Linked DNA regions of Mus musculus: region 2 is linked to region 1. The links are chromatin contacts, called in public promoter capture Hi-C maps. All regions are on one chromosome and are shown on one strand. Each heading gives the region's core, a stretch centred on a gene start, on an enhancer-like site or on the middle of the called end of the contact. The rest is flanking DNA. Distances are from core to core; before and after follow the strand shown. Region 1 holds the start of Fam177b (protein FAM177B). Region 2 holds the start of Mtarc1 (mitochondrial amidoxime reducing component 1).

The links. Promoter capture Hi-C pulls out the DNA fragments that hold promoters and counts their contacts.
Region 2: a promoter capture Hi-C map of liver shows a contact between it and region 1, with 6 times the contacts expected there. The contact joins the promoter of Mtarc1 here to the promoter of Fam177b in region 1. A contact is called at or near these places in 1 of 39 promoter capture datasets (liver) and 1 of 9 other capture datasets (pancreatic islet).

The regions. Positions count from the first base shown.
Region 1 is chr1:183,273,069-183,279,674 of GRCm38.p6, reverse strand. It overlaps Fam177b (protein FAM177B), which reads left to right and starts at 3,943. Exons shown (of 6, transcript XM_030244966.1): 1 at 3,943-3,948. The coding sequence starts at 3,943. It overlaps Brox (BRO1 domain and CAAX motif containing), which reads left to right. Exons shown (of 14, transcript NM_027861.4): 13 at 46-205; 14 at 1,237-3,323. The coding sequence ends at 1,323.
Region 2 is chr1:184,808,597-184,815,202 of GRCm38.p6, reverse strand. It overlaps Mtarc1 (mitochondrial amidoxime reducing component 1), which reads left to right and starts at 3,903. Exons shown (of 7, transcript NM_001290273.1): 1 at 3,903-4,357. The coding sequence starts at 4,074. It overlaps Mtarc2 (mitochondrial amidoxime reducing component 2), which reads left to right. Exons shown (of 8, transcript NM_133684.4): 8 at 1,320-2,137.

The sequences.
Region 1 (6,606 bases), core at 2,694-5,193:
GTTGCTGAATAACGAATAAACCATTATTTAAATTGCTTTTTGCAGTTACTTTCAAAAAATTCCAACAGAAGCCCCACAACTGGAACTCAAAGCAAATTATGGGCTGGTAGAGCCTGTGCCTTTTGAATTCCCTCCTATGAGTGCTCACTGGACACCGGAAGCGTTGGCTGCGTTTGATCTCACCAAGAGACCCAAGGATGACAGTGTATGAGAATGGGTTTTTCCTTACATAGAATATAGAGGAGAAGAAGATGGAGCTGGTGTTGTGTCTCTGTCTCCGTCCTCAGTGAGCTCACTGTGGGGCTTAGCCTGCTCTCAGAAGTAGCCCTCTGCCTTCAGTCCTCTGGTTTTCTGTGTTTTCACTCGCAGTGTTTCAACAGTGTTTTGTTTTCAAGACTTGTCAGTCAGTGTTCTCTCTAAGAAGAGCGTGGGAAAGGCCCTGGTGTTGATGTTGATATAGCAATGCTCCTTCTGACATTGGGCACTTGAAGATTGGATTTCACTTCAGCTTAAGTCACCCTGGAGTAAAGTAGAGCACTTTCCCATTTACTTAGACCTGAGCTCCCGCGGTGCTCTCAGTGTGTGGTAGCTCACATGGGAAGGGTTAGGTTTCGTTACCAAAGGACTAGAGATCTGTGATAGAAAGGGTGGGGGTTGCTTTACAGCCCTAGTATACCTTGAAATTGTATATGTTAGGCATTCTCCTCCCATACAACTACTCCTTAAAGTAGCCATCTTTGTTCCCTGTGAAGCTTCTAAAATAGTATCTTTTTTTAAAGATTTATTTATTTATTTATTTATTTATTTATTTGATATGTATGAGTACACTGTAGATGTTTACAGACACACCAGAAGAGGACATCGAATCCCATTACAGATGGTTTTGAGTCACCATGTGGTTGCTGGGAATTGAACTCAGGACCTCTGGAAGAGCAGTCAGTGCACTTAGCTACTGAGCCATCTCTCCAGCCCACAATAGTCCCTTTAAAGACAGCTTGTGTTGCCATACATTGTCTCCACACGCTAGGGCCCATTACTGAGTTGTTCCTTCCTGGAAGGATTACCTGCTGGACGAGGGAAGGACCTACAGTCCACGTTCCCACCTGCTGGGATGCAGCTTCTGGGTCCTGGGATGGGTGGCAGCCTCAGTGCGGCCTTGACCGTCTGAAGTCGGGCAGGCCTTTGTGGGGTTTCTCTACTTCACCTGCATATTTACCTTGTTTTCTTTCTCCTTAGGTCAAACCCAAACCGGAAGAGGACGTGAAACCTGTAAAGGAACCAGATATCAGACCTCAGAAGGACACTGGGTGCTCGGTCTCATAAGAATGTCTGTCACTCACTGCAATCTCTGCTGGTCCACAAGAGAAACTGTGGGGCTTCAGTTCGCCGTTTCTGATTTCTCTGAAGCCCACAGGATAATTGTTAGCTTCAGAGCAACTTGGCCTTTCATTTATTTATTCTTGATTTTTAACATAGAGGCATTTCATGATTTTGCTTCTGGGCTCTGCTTTTTTAATCAGGACAACATTTGGAAGGGTTGTTTTTTATGCCTCTAATGAGTATATGTGGGGGATTGGACCTTTTCTGAACTCTAGATAGTAAGTTTCATGTTCATGTTTTTCTACTTTCACAGAAATGTTTGTTCTTCTTGTTTGATACCAGAAGGATGTTTTGAAAAGAGATGGGTTCACCTTTCATCACCACATTGTCAGATCCGAGTCTAGCTTAGTCTAGGTGGGGAAACAGAATCGCAGTTAAAATCAGAAAACCTCAGACCAAGCTCTTTCCCTGTACTAGGAAATCGTGTCTTCAGGAATATGGAAGTTACGTGAAATTCAGCAGTCTGGGTCTGTGCCCCTCGGCCTGGCTCAGCAGCGGAGGGCCGTGCTCTCTCCACCCGCACTACCCACACAGTGGTGGTTTTCTTACAAGTACCTTTTCTAATGAACTTTTTACTTAAGGGGTAAAGCTTTGTACTAGCATTTAGTGCTTCTGTGTAGAGAGAGGAAGAGAATGGTAGTGTGTTTTGAAGAATTAAAATGTTGCATGTTGTAAAGAAAGCCTTCGTAAACTCAACCAAGATAGGTTGTCCTGACTCACACTGGTAATTCCTTTGTTAGAAGAGTTTTAAGAAAATGCCTTTGTTCCCTGATTTTGGTGGACACTGTGTTTTTAACATGGTTTTCTTCAGTATCCTATAGTAATGGCTTGGCGTTAGGCCATAGTGACAGAGGTTAGGATATAGACACACAAACTATGTGTTTAAAGGATTTGCTTATACCCACACACTGGGAATGATGGGTGTGTGATACTTTACCAAGTAACAGATGTGGGTGTATCCTGCTTGGTTGCTCTCCTGGGGTGTTAACTTCCTTTTCTAGGTGACAGATTGCTTCGCATAATAGGAATAATAATGTATGTGAGAACTTACTGTGTGCCAGACAGTGTATAGGCACATACGTAGACCACTGCATCCCTTTAGCCACCCTGTGAGAAACACATCAATCTGCATAAAGTATTGAAACAGGAATATACATCTCATGATGAAGAATGAAGAGATTATACCTGTCAATCAAGACAGTAGTCAATAAATCATATATCATAGTTTATACTCCTTTGAAAAGCTACATATAATCACTAAGGGTTTTTTAAAAAATAATTTAAAATGTGAGTTACAGCTTGCAGTATCTAATATTTAAGCTGTAGCTTTCAGAATACTTGGAGTAACTACTGAATGGGCATTAAGTTTTATTTTGCTGCCTATAGGAAAACAATACTTTATTACGTTGTCACCCTTCCTACAGAGTCACTTGTTAAATGCCAGTGACTGACAAAACTAACTAGTTACTGACAAAACTAACTAGTACTTGCTGCTGCCTGTTTATACTCTGCCTGTAGGACTTGCTCTGTGTACTAACCCTCATTAACCTAGGTAGGCACGCTGCGGTTTCTGTGGACTCGACTGCCGTTCATGAAATGGAAACACATACTATGTCCGGCGCTTCTGTAAAGGCAGTAAATGCAGGTGTTGAAATCCATCATTGGCCATGTTCACGTGATCGCATGAGCAGTCTTGTTGATTGTAAAGCTAACACCAGAAGCCTCGTATACGCCGGGCGCACCATGAGGTTCCGAAGCAGTAGCAGGGATTGTGGGGACGCTGACTATAAAGCACTGGCAGGCAGGCTGTGCAGAGATGACACTGGACATTGGTGTTGCATGTGTTTCATACCAGGCGAGGACAGCTCCTGTACAGCTACTTCTGTACAGTGTTTATATGATTTATCTTTTTATTTATGAAAATAAAAGCCATTTTACTTACATGTTCGCTGGATTTATGTGGTGATTATCTGCTAGTAGATTTGGTGCAGGAAAAATTCTTATACTTTAAATGACAGTTGGGTCTGTTCTTTGCTTCCTGAGTTAATTTCCTTGACACACTTAGTTTATGCTTGTGTTTGTACTGGGACTTAACCACATCTTCATGTGGAAAGCACAGCTTTAATTAGCTCATCCAGCCCATTGTACCAGTTCAACACCATATTCTGTGAGCTGTGGCTAGCCAGGGCTGGGCACCTCCAGGGTGTCCGACAATGACATGCATTATCTACCATGATGTAAACATTGGGAAATGCCCAGAAACAGGCACATAACTGCACACCGTTACTACTGAAGATAAAGGTGCAAGATCATCCCAGGTGACCCGTGGTCCTGAGGAGTGGCAGTGGGTGGCTTACACGGGATTTGTCCCTGTTGTGCATTCTCACTGACTGCTGTGCACACACAGCTCCAGTTCCTTCTATGAGGTTGTGCTCAGCACAGGTTAGACCCCTACACAGCATCGTGAATTGGGAACAGTGGAGGCTGGAAAGGGTTGGATAGTTCCTGTGTAAATTACCCAATGCTGGTTCTTTGCTGTTGTAACCCAATCCATTTGCAAACATGATGGTAAGTACCAAGAGAGTAGTAACAGACTGTTGGTGAGATGCCTTCCTCCTTCAAGTCAGAAGCCAGCATGAGCTTTCTTGGTATAAATAAACTGAAATGATTATAGATAACAAGAAAAATACTAAGATTGTTTAAAAACAGAAAAAACTTGCAAGTTTGTATTTTGTAATTCATTACATAGTTCCTTCCATACTCACTAAATTTAATCGCATGATTCATTAAGTGAATGCTGAGTTCCAGCCATACATCAGGACACGAATGTCACTGGGCAGAAGATGACAGCAGCAAACTAGGAAAAACATCACCTGCTGTGGTTTGAATGAGAATGCCCCCATAGGTTCACTTATGTGATATTTGGTCCCCAGCTGGTGAAACTTTGGGATTAAGGGGTATGGCCTTGTTAGAGGCGGTGTTTCATTGGATACAAGCTTCAGACTTCAAACTGAATCAAGATGTGAGCTCTCAGCTCCTGCCCCAGCGTTCTACCATGTGTTTGCTATGATGTAGATTAACCACCAGGAAGCCTAATTCATATGTTTTCTATAAGTTGCCTTTGGCTGTGATGTTTTGTCACATCAATAGAAAAATAAGCCAGAAGTTAGGACTCTAGAGTGGGCTACTGCTCACACAAACCTAGCCATGTTTGTTGTTTGTTTTGAAGAATGTGGAAGACTTATTTTGAACTATAAAATCAGTTGGACACTGAGCAAAGGTTAGGAGCTCAGAGGACAGTAGTTCTGGGGATAATGGGGACTGGAGGTCTAACTCAGGTTTTAGAGAAGAATATTAGCAATTGGGATAGAAAGCGTTCTCGTGAGATTTTGGCAAAGCATGTGGTTGCTCTCTGCCCTTGTCCTAAGGACATGCCTGAGACTAAACTGAAAGGTTAGATCAAGATTTGGTGGAGGAGAGTCTTCACTGTGACCTGATATTTACTCTGCTGGGTGTGTGATTACTAGAGTTTACTCTTGATGCAGATTTGTGAAAAGCAAGGGAGCAGAAAGAAAGAAAAATATACAGTTTAAGGAGGACCGGAGTCCTCAGGTCAGTCAGCCTTCCACCCATGTAGCCTGTACCTCCTGGGATGTGCAGCCAGGGCAGGACTGCATGCAGCTGTGGGCAAGGAGCATGGGGGTGGGGCTGGAGTCTCAGGCATGGAGTTCAATGACCATCCTCACTCCCTCCGCAGGAGAACGTCAGTCATGTGAGGGTAAAGTGCAGGTGATCACACTTGCTGTGGTTTCAAGACAACATCCAGGTCATGCCCCAACAAGACTGCCATAACAAAAGCACAAGAGGTCAGACCACAGTCCCAGAAGCCATTGTAAGGTTTGACATTGTAAGGCTTTGACTTGAGTGATCCCCTAGAGAGGTTTATACAGGAGTGACAGGACCAAAGAGTTGAACAACTTTGGCTGCTTGTTGTTGTTGTTGCTGTTTTAAGTCTAGACTATATAGGAAGCCTAAGGAGACCTTTACAAATAATACAGGTGTGTAGACCAGGGTGGGACAGTTGAATGGCAGAAATTCTTAGTGTTCTGGAAATATACAAGATAATTTCTTGATATATCTAATATGAGGTTTGGTTAAAGAATCAAGAATGGCCAATACTATAGGGATAGAATTGTCATATATTGAGATAGCAAGACAAGCAGGGTAGATTGTGTTATGTGGTGTGTGTGTGTATGTATGTGTGTGTTGATTCAGTCTAACCAGGATTGAGACATCCAAGAAAAGATGGCAAGGAGGTGGCTCTGTGAAATATAGCCAAAGCAAAAGCCTGATGTGGAATACATAAACCCCACAGTCATCTGAGTTTAGACAGTATTTAAGCCACAGAGCCAAAGGGGATAATGAAAAGGCAGCTGGAGGGCTGGTGAGATGGCTCAGTGGGTAAGAGCACCCGACTGCTCTTCCAAAGGTCCGGAGTTCGAATCCCAGCAACCACATAGTGGCTCACAGCCATCCGTAATGAGATCTGACTCCCTCTTCTGGAGTGTCTGAGGACAGCTACAGTGTACTTACATATAATAATAAAAAAAAATAAATCTTAAAAAAAAAAAAAAAAAGGCAGCTGAACACAGGATAGGGCCGGCTGATTACATTGTGTATCTGGGAGCACCCTTGATCACCTAAGAGTCAGGTTTTTAAGAAACAAGAAAAGATCTTCAGAAGAATTGAAAGGGTTAAAAAGTTTGGTACATGAAGTATTTGACCTAGGAATTGGTGTAAAGAGAAATATTGATGTTCAAAAATCAGTTTTAAGCTGTAAGACAGGCACAATGTTCAATAAGATGAATTCTGTATGGCATGTTTTCAAATGCCCATTAGGTGGCAGAAAAGCCTTCTCTAAGTCAGCTGTGAACTACCAGGTCTTCCCTCCAACCTTAGGCTCCCTAGGAGCCTTCTGAATTAACAAGTGGCAGAGAGGGGAACACCCTCTCAGAGGTGGGGGTGGGGTGGGGTGAAGAACTCGGGGGACAACGAAGGAGGGCACCTTTTGGAATGTAAATGTAAATAAATACTTTAATTTTAAAAAATTACCAAAAAAAAAAAAAAAAGAAGAAGAAGCAGCAGCTCCCAAACCAATGATTGTCTGGTGAATGCAGAACACCATTGTTACAAAGAACTGAAACTAGTATTTTCTACAGAGTCAAC
Region 2 (6,606 bases), core at 2,654-5,153, 1.5 Mb before region 1:
CTCACTCTTGCTGTGTTCACCAGCATCCTGCTGTGCTCACTCCTGCTGTACTAACTCCTGCTGTGTTCACTAGCATCCTGCTGTGCTCACTCCTGCTGTGCTCACCAGCATCCTGCTGTGCTCACTCCTGCTGTGCTCACCAGCATCCTGCTGTGCTCACTCCTGCTGTGCTCACCAGCATCCTGCTGTGCTCACTCTTGCTGTGCTCACCAGCATCCTGCTGTGCTCACTCTTGCTGTGCTCACCAGCATCCTGCTATGCTCACTCCTGCTGTGCTCACTCTTGCTGTACTCACCAGCATCCTGCTGTGCTCACTCCTGCTGTGCTCACTCTTGCTGTACTCACCAGCATCCTGCTGTGCTCACTCCTGCTGTGCTCACCAGCATCCTGCTGTGCTCACTCCTGCTGTGCTCACCAGCATCCTGCTGTGCTCACTCTTGCTGTGCTCACCAGCATCCTGCTGTGCTCACTCCTGCTGTGCTCACCAGCATCCTGCTGTGCTCACCAGCATCCTGCTGTGCTCACTCTTGCTGTGCTCACCAGCATCCTGCTGTGCTCACTCCTGCTGTGCTCACCAGCATCCTGCTGTGCTCACTCCTGCTGTGCTCACCAGCATCCTGCTGTGCTCACTCCTGCTGTGCTCACCAGCATCCTGCTGTGCTCACTCCTGCTGTGCTCACCAGCATCCTGCTGTGCTCACTCCTGCTGTGCTCACTCCTGCTGTGCTCACCAGCATCCTGCTGTGCTCACTCCTGCTGTGCTCACCAGCATCCTGCTGTGCTCACTCTTGCTGTGCTCACCAGCATCCTGCTGTGCTCACTCTTGTTGTGCTCACCAGCATCCTGCTGTACTCACCAGCATCCTGCTGTGCTCACTCTTGCTGTACTCACCAGCATCCTGCTGTACTCACCAGCATCCTGCTGTACTCACCAGCATCCTGCTGTGCTCACTCCTGCTGTGCTCACTCCTGCTGTGCTCACCAGCATCCTGCTGTGCTCACCAGCATCCCGCTGTGCTCACCAAGGTGTGAGGAAATAACCTCTCAGGGGTCACATTACTTCTCATACCTCTACATGTGAGCCTTTGTGGGCACAAAGTGTAGTGTGGTCAACAGCCAACAGTATCGAGTAAGACGTCTCCTTAGGGCTCTGATAGGAGTCGATTTTTCACAAGCGACCATTTCTGTGGTGGGAACTTTGGCAGCTAATCATTTACGTTCCTCAAATTTTAACTTCAATCAGTGACTATTTTGCTCAAGTTTGAATTATTTATGACTGAAGGTCTGAGTAGCAAAGTAATAGAGAATCTTATTTGTTCAGCTTCCAGGTCCGAGGAGACATATCTGCGAGTCCTCATGGCCATCTTCCTGGAACCGGATCTCTATTTTTCTTTCGGAGCTGTGTACGCCTTGACTTAATTCAAGAAAAGTGCCAGAGGTGGTTTAGGAATGTGAGGCTGTATAAATTTTAGATAATGAGGTTTTTAGAAAAATAAATGGAATTTGTCTGCAATTATTCTGAATGCTACACCCGCTATTACGTTTTTCTCATTCCTGCCTCTACGATTGCTGAAGTTTAAAGACACAGCTCGAAAGCTGCCACTTTTAAAAAATGTTTATACTTTTCAGTAGGTCTGTCGCTTGAGAAAGGTAAGAAAAGGAGCCCTCTTGCCCTGAATGTGCAGGGAATGTGCACATATCTGATGTGCTCGCATGCTCACGAAAGCCTGTTGGCCGGTCTTGGCCTGGCTGTTGAGCCCTGCTGAGTTTGGTTTCATTATTGTTTACCTTGCTGTTATAGAAGTATGCTTACATACAGAAATGACTTCAGAGGTCATGGGGTTATTTTGTTCATAGACTGTGGCTTTACATTTCATTCTGTTCCTATCAAGACAGGTAGAACTTATCTATAATTGTGAATTCTTCCAATTCTACAAGAGAGTGGACCTTAAAGGAATGGAATCTTCCTTCGGAAGAAGGAACAAGGAGAAACCATGAACTCAGTCTTAAAGGCTCACGGTAGCACAGGATGATGCACTAGCTTGCAGTAACAGTACAAACACTAAGTTAACATGGAGCCGAGTTAGCTCTCTTACAGCTGTGTGGTTCCATTGTCATTAATAAGTGCGAGTCTCTCCTACTTCCTCTGTGACTTTTGCTTCTTACTCATTTTACAAGATCACCACGTGTCTTCCCTGGGTTCTAAGCCTTAATTGGTCACTGGTGTGTACAGGGCACTTCTCAACCTGTGGGTCACGATCCTTCCACAGGGGCCACATATCAGATATCCTGCCTATCAGGTATTTACGATACGATTCCTAACAGTAGCACTATTACAGGTATGAAGTAGCAGTGAAAAGAATTTTATGGTTGGGGGTCGCCACCACATGAGGAGCCGTATTAGGAAGGTTGAGAACGGCTGGTCTAAGGCATATAGCTGATGATGTCAAAAGACATATCATCCATGGGGGACAGCTGTTGCTCCTTCCGTCTTCTCCTTCGCTGGGTCCTGGGCCCTTGGCTTCCAGCAGGCTGTGAGGTAAATGTGGGATATGAAGCTGTATCCTGAGTCAATTTTACCTGACAAGCCAAGGGAAGGAAGCAGATGGTCAGGAAGGGGCCAGCCCTCAGGAGACTTCCTTCCTCCCCAGCTAGGCTACACCTCATCATTTACTTCAGCCTCCCCAGATAGCGCCACCAGCCGGGGGGACATGCAAGCTAGAGGGTGACATTTCATGCCCAAACCCAGGGAAGTGAGTCGCCCAGCTAGCTGAGGCCAGTGTGTGCTAGCGTTCTGCTTGCTTCTCCCACTCTCCACACAGTGGCCTCTCTACAGGGCACCTCTACAGGGCGTCCAACTCAGCCGGCAGCACATTGCCTGGCCTCGGCTGGCCTCCATGATACCTCATTCTTGCATTTCCACGTGAACATCGAGTTTTGGGGACTGCCCCCTCTGCTTTAGGATGCTGCCCATCAGCAGAACTATTCTGGTCAAAGTGTGATCCTACCCATCAGACCCTCCCGTGTTTCAGGCGGTCTGAGGCTTTGTCAGAACTCTGTGGAATCTCCCTCTGGGAGGCAGGCTCTCCCTCCGATTGATTGATGGCTCCCAGCCATCTCCTTCTCTCACCTTGAGACTTGGGATGGGGTGAAGTCGGGGGAGTCCCAGTTTCTTGGTCCACTGTTTCAAGAGTCTGTTGGCTAGAGGGAAGGGCACAAGCTTCTCTTCAGAGAAATCTTTATTCCTGCAGCCAGGTTCATCCCCGCACTGCCCCTTGGCTGTAAAATCCCCAGCCCTTGTTTCAGTACAAAGTCCAGTCTCTCTGCCTTAACTTAGTAGAGAAAATGCTCTGGTTAGAACAGTCTTGAATAAATATGACATTTTAGCAGCTTGACACACCAAACAGGTGCCTAAGGCGCCCAAGGTACCTTGATGGTCTTGTCTTTGTTGTTCAAGATGCGGTAGCCTTCGGAAGAGATACCTGGCAGTGCAAGTCCACATTAGGACGCAGGGAAAAGAGGGGCGTGTGGGTGGGGGGTGCGGGGGGCGGGTGTCTACGAATAGCTGCAGCCCAGGATTGGCCCTGTAGATCCTCAAGGCTGGTCAGATCTTTTCCCTTCATATCCCAGCTGGTTGGAAGCACCCTGGCTGCTGCCAAACTGCTCCCCACAGACCCCAGAGGGGCGGCTGCCCGCAGCCTGGTTTCTAATTTCAAAATCACGCCACGTTCTGCAAACGTTGTGTGTTTTAGGTCAAATAAACAACTCTGCAAACATGTAAATAAGCTGCTCTGCACTGATTGATCCTGGGAGAGGGTCAGCGAGGGAGGGAAGGGGAGGGAGGGAGGGAGGGACCGAAGGGGGGGAAGGCAGCGGAAAGTAGGGGCAGGCGGTGAGATTCCACAGCTGAGCCACCACCTCCCGCCCAGGCCGAATGAAGATGCACAATTTGGATTGGAGGGGAAGGGTCAGGAGCTGCTGACCTTTGGGCTCAGGCCCAGGCCGCTGGCCACAGTAGCTCTTGGTCCAGTCGGCGCCGGAGGTGTATCAAGCGCTCATCCCGCCCTCTCCAGTCATGGGTGCGGGGTCCTGGGCGCTGACCCTCTTCGGCTTCTCCGCGTTTCGGGTCCCGGGCCAGCCGCGGTCCACCTGGCTCGGCGTCGCCGCGCTGGGACTGGCCGCGGTGGCCCTGGGGACAGTGGCCTGGCGTCGTGCGCGTCCCCGGCGACGCCGGCGGCTACAGCAAGTGGGAACGGTGGCACAGCTCTGGATCTACCCAATCAAGTCCTGCAAGGGGTTGTCGGTGAGCGAGGCAGAGTGCACTGCCATGGGGCTGCGCTATGGCCACCTGCGCGACAGGTACGCTGAGCACCGAGCATCACCACGCTGACCTAGGCTGTGTGGGTGTGGGGAGGTCAGCGGGGTCCGCTCGCCGGTCCCTTCTTACTCAGACTAGAGACCGGAGGCTGGGAAAGGGGTGGTGAGAAACGGAAAAAATGAACTTCACCCTCCGCCAGCCAACTCGGGGGACCTGGAACTCTGAAGTTCCCGGGTTTCACGCTTCCTGGAGTTGGACATCTCTCTATCCATCCTCTCGTGGCTATTTCAAATCTTGTGGTGTTAGACGAGGCATTTCTCACGCCGGCCAATCCGCAAGAAGAAACTTCAATCTCCCTCCACCCAGGGACCCTGAAGGGACTGGTCCTTGGTTACTTTACTCTCAGTGATAGTCTTAAATTTAGAAAAACTAAGACAATAGATCCTGGATCCTAGGCACGGCTCATCCCTGTTAGTGCAGTAGTTGAGCATGCATGACAGCTTAAGAAAATAAGCTGTGAGTGTTATTTCCCCAAGGCTCTTGTCAGATAAAGGTTCTGCACTGGGTGGGGGGGGGGGCAACCTGGGATTTGTAAACAGCGACTAAGAGTCCAGCTGAGGAGTGACCCCTGTCGCCGGGACTTCAGCGAAGGTTCAGCAGCTCTGCTCTCTTCAGGTCTGGTCTCCCACCAGCTCTGGGCATCACTGGAAGGCTGCGTATCAGGATCCTCAGGCCTCTCCTTCAGCAGAGGACACAGGCTAACAGAGGCTGCGACCTCCCCGTCTCAGCTCTCTAAAGCTAACACAAGCCATTCGCCTCAGATCAGGCCGGTCCAGTGGACATGCTGACCGACTGGTTCAGGAAGAAGAAATGGAGATTTTTGCTCCAAAGCCCTTCTTGTCTCATAGCTGATTTACGGGTGGCTTTTACATAAGGTTGATGGGCAGTTACAGATGAGTGGGTTCCTCGGTTCAGTGTGGACCTTGTAATGTGAGACTGCTCTCCGCCCGCCCCAACCCCCCCCCTCTCCCCATCACCTGTGTTTTGCAATTCTTCATATCTCAAGAACCAAAGATCATTAGAGGCTGACTCTCCTTCACTAGAAAATACACCAATGGTCCTTTCACTGAGACACAGCAGTTCTGGACAAAGTTCAAAGGTCAGCTGCTCACCTCTGCTCCAGGCAGTCAGGAACCCTAACTATTCCCTGTTTTGAGCAGTGGGATCCCACATACACTAGCTTCTTGTCTATAGATCGATTCTGTCAGCCTCAGAGGCAAAGGGCATTGCCATTTTATTACCGTATTGATTCAGAAAACATGTTCTGAATTGCACCACAGCTGTGGTGTCAAATTCTTCACTTTCGTCACAAGCTCTCAGGGAACATAAGCAATAAACAAATAAATAACAACAAATGCAAACAGCCAAACATACAATGAGGGGGACAGTGACAAGTGACAGAGAAGAGAGAGGAAGGGTCCGGGAGGCTGCCTAGGGGGTACTCAGGGAAAAATTAGAAGAAAAAAAAAGTCAATTGCTTGCACTGAAAACTAGAAAACAGCCAGGCCCTTTCCAGGCAAGTAAATTAGAAAACCATTCTAGATAGATGGGAAAAGACACCAGGCTTAAACATGTTCTAACGTGTTTACCAGGAGGAGTTGAAAACAGGGGACGGGGAACACTGAAACTTGACTGTGCACAGCGGCGAGTAAGAAGGGGAGATGACCCAAGTGTCCATCAGGGGGTGAGGAAATTAAATAAAATGTGGTTTATACAGACACTGGAATATCACCCAGCCTCGGCAAGGAGTGCAGTTGTGGTGCCTGTAATAACACAGACGGACAACGAAAACACAACGCTAATTTAACTGAGCAGGACAGAGGGACTAGTTGTACAGGATTTCAGCTCCAACTCCTTGACTCCAAATTCATAAACGGAAGTAGGAGAGGAGGTTCTGGGGCTGGAGGGGGTGGCGGGTGCAGTGAGTTGCTGCTTACTGGGCGCAGAGTTTCTGTTTGAAAAGATGAAACTTTGGAAGCTGTGGTGAAGGTTGAGCAACGCTGAACGCCGGAGGGCCATTACTCGCATACTTTGTTGGTTATTGGTGGTCAGTGGCTGGGCTGGGCCTTTCCTGAGTTCTTGGCCCCGTCTCCAACGTTCTTTTCTTTTCTCTCTTTCTTTCTTTTTTAAATCAGGGCGTGCCAAAAACTTTGTTTGAAGCAAAGCAACAGTACAAGTGTTAGACTCTAGCGTCTAGAGGAATACGCTGTCGAGACTGACAGAGGCCACA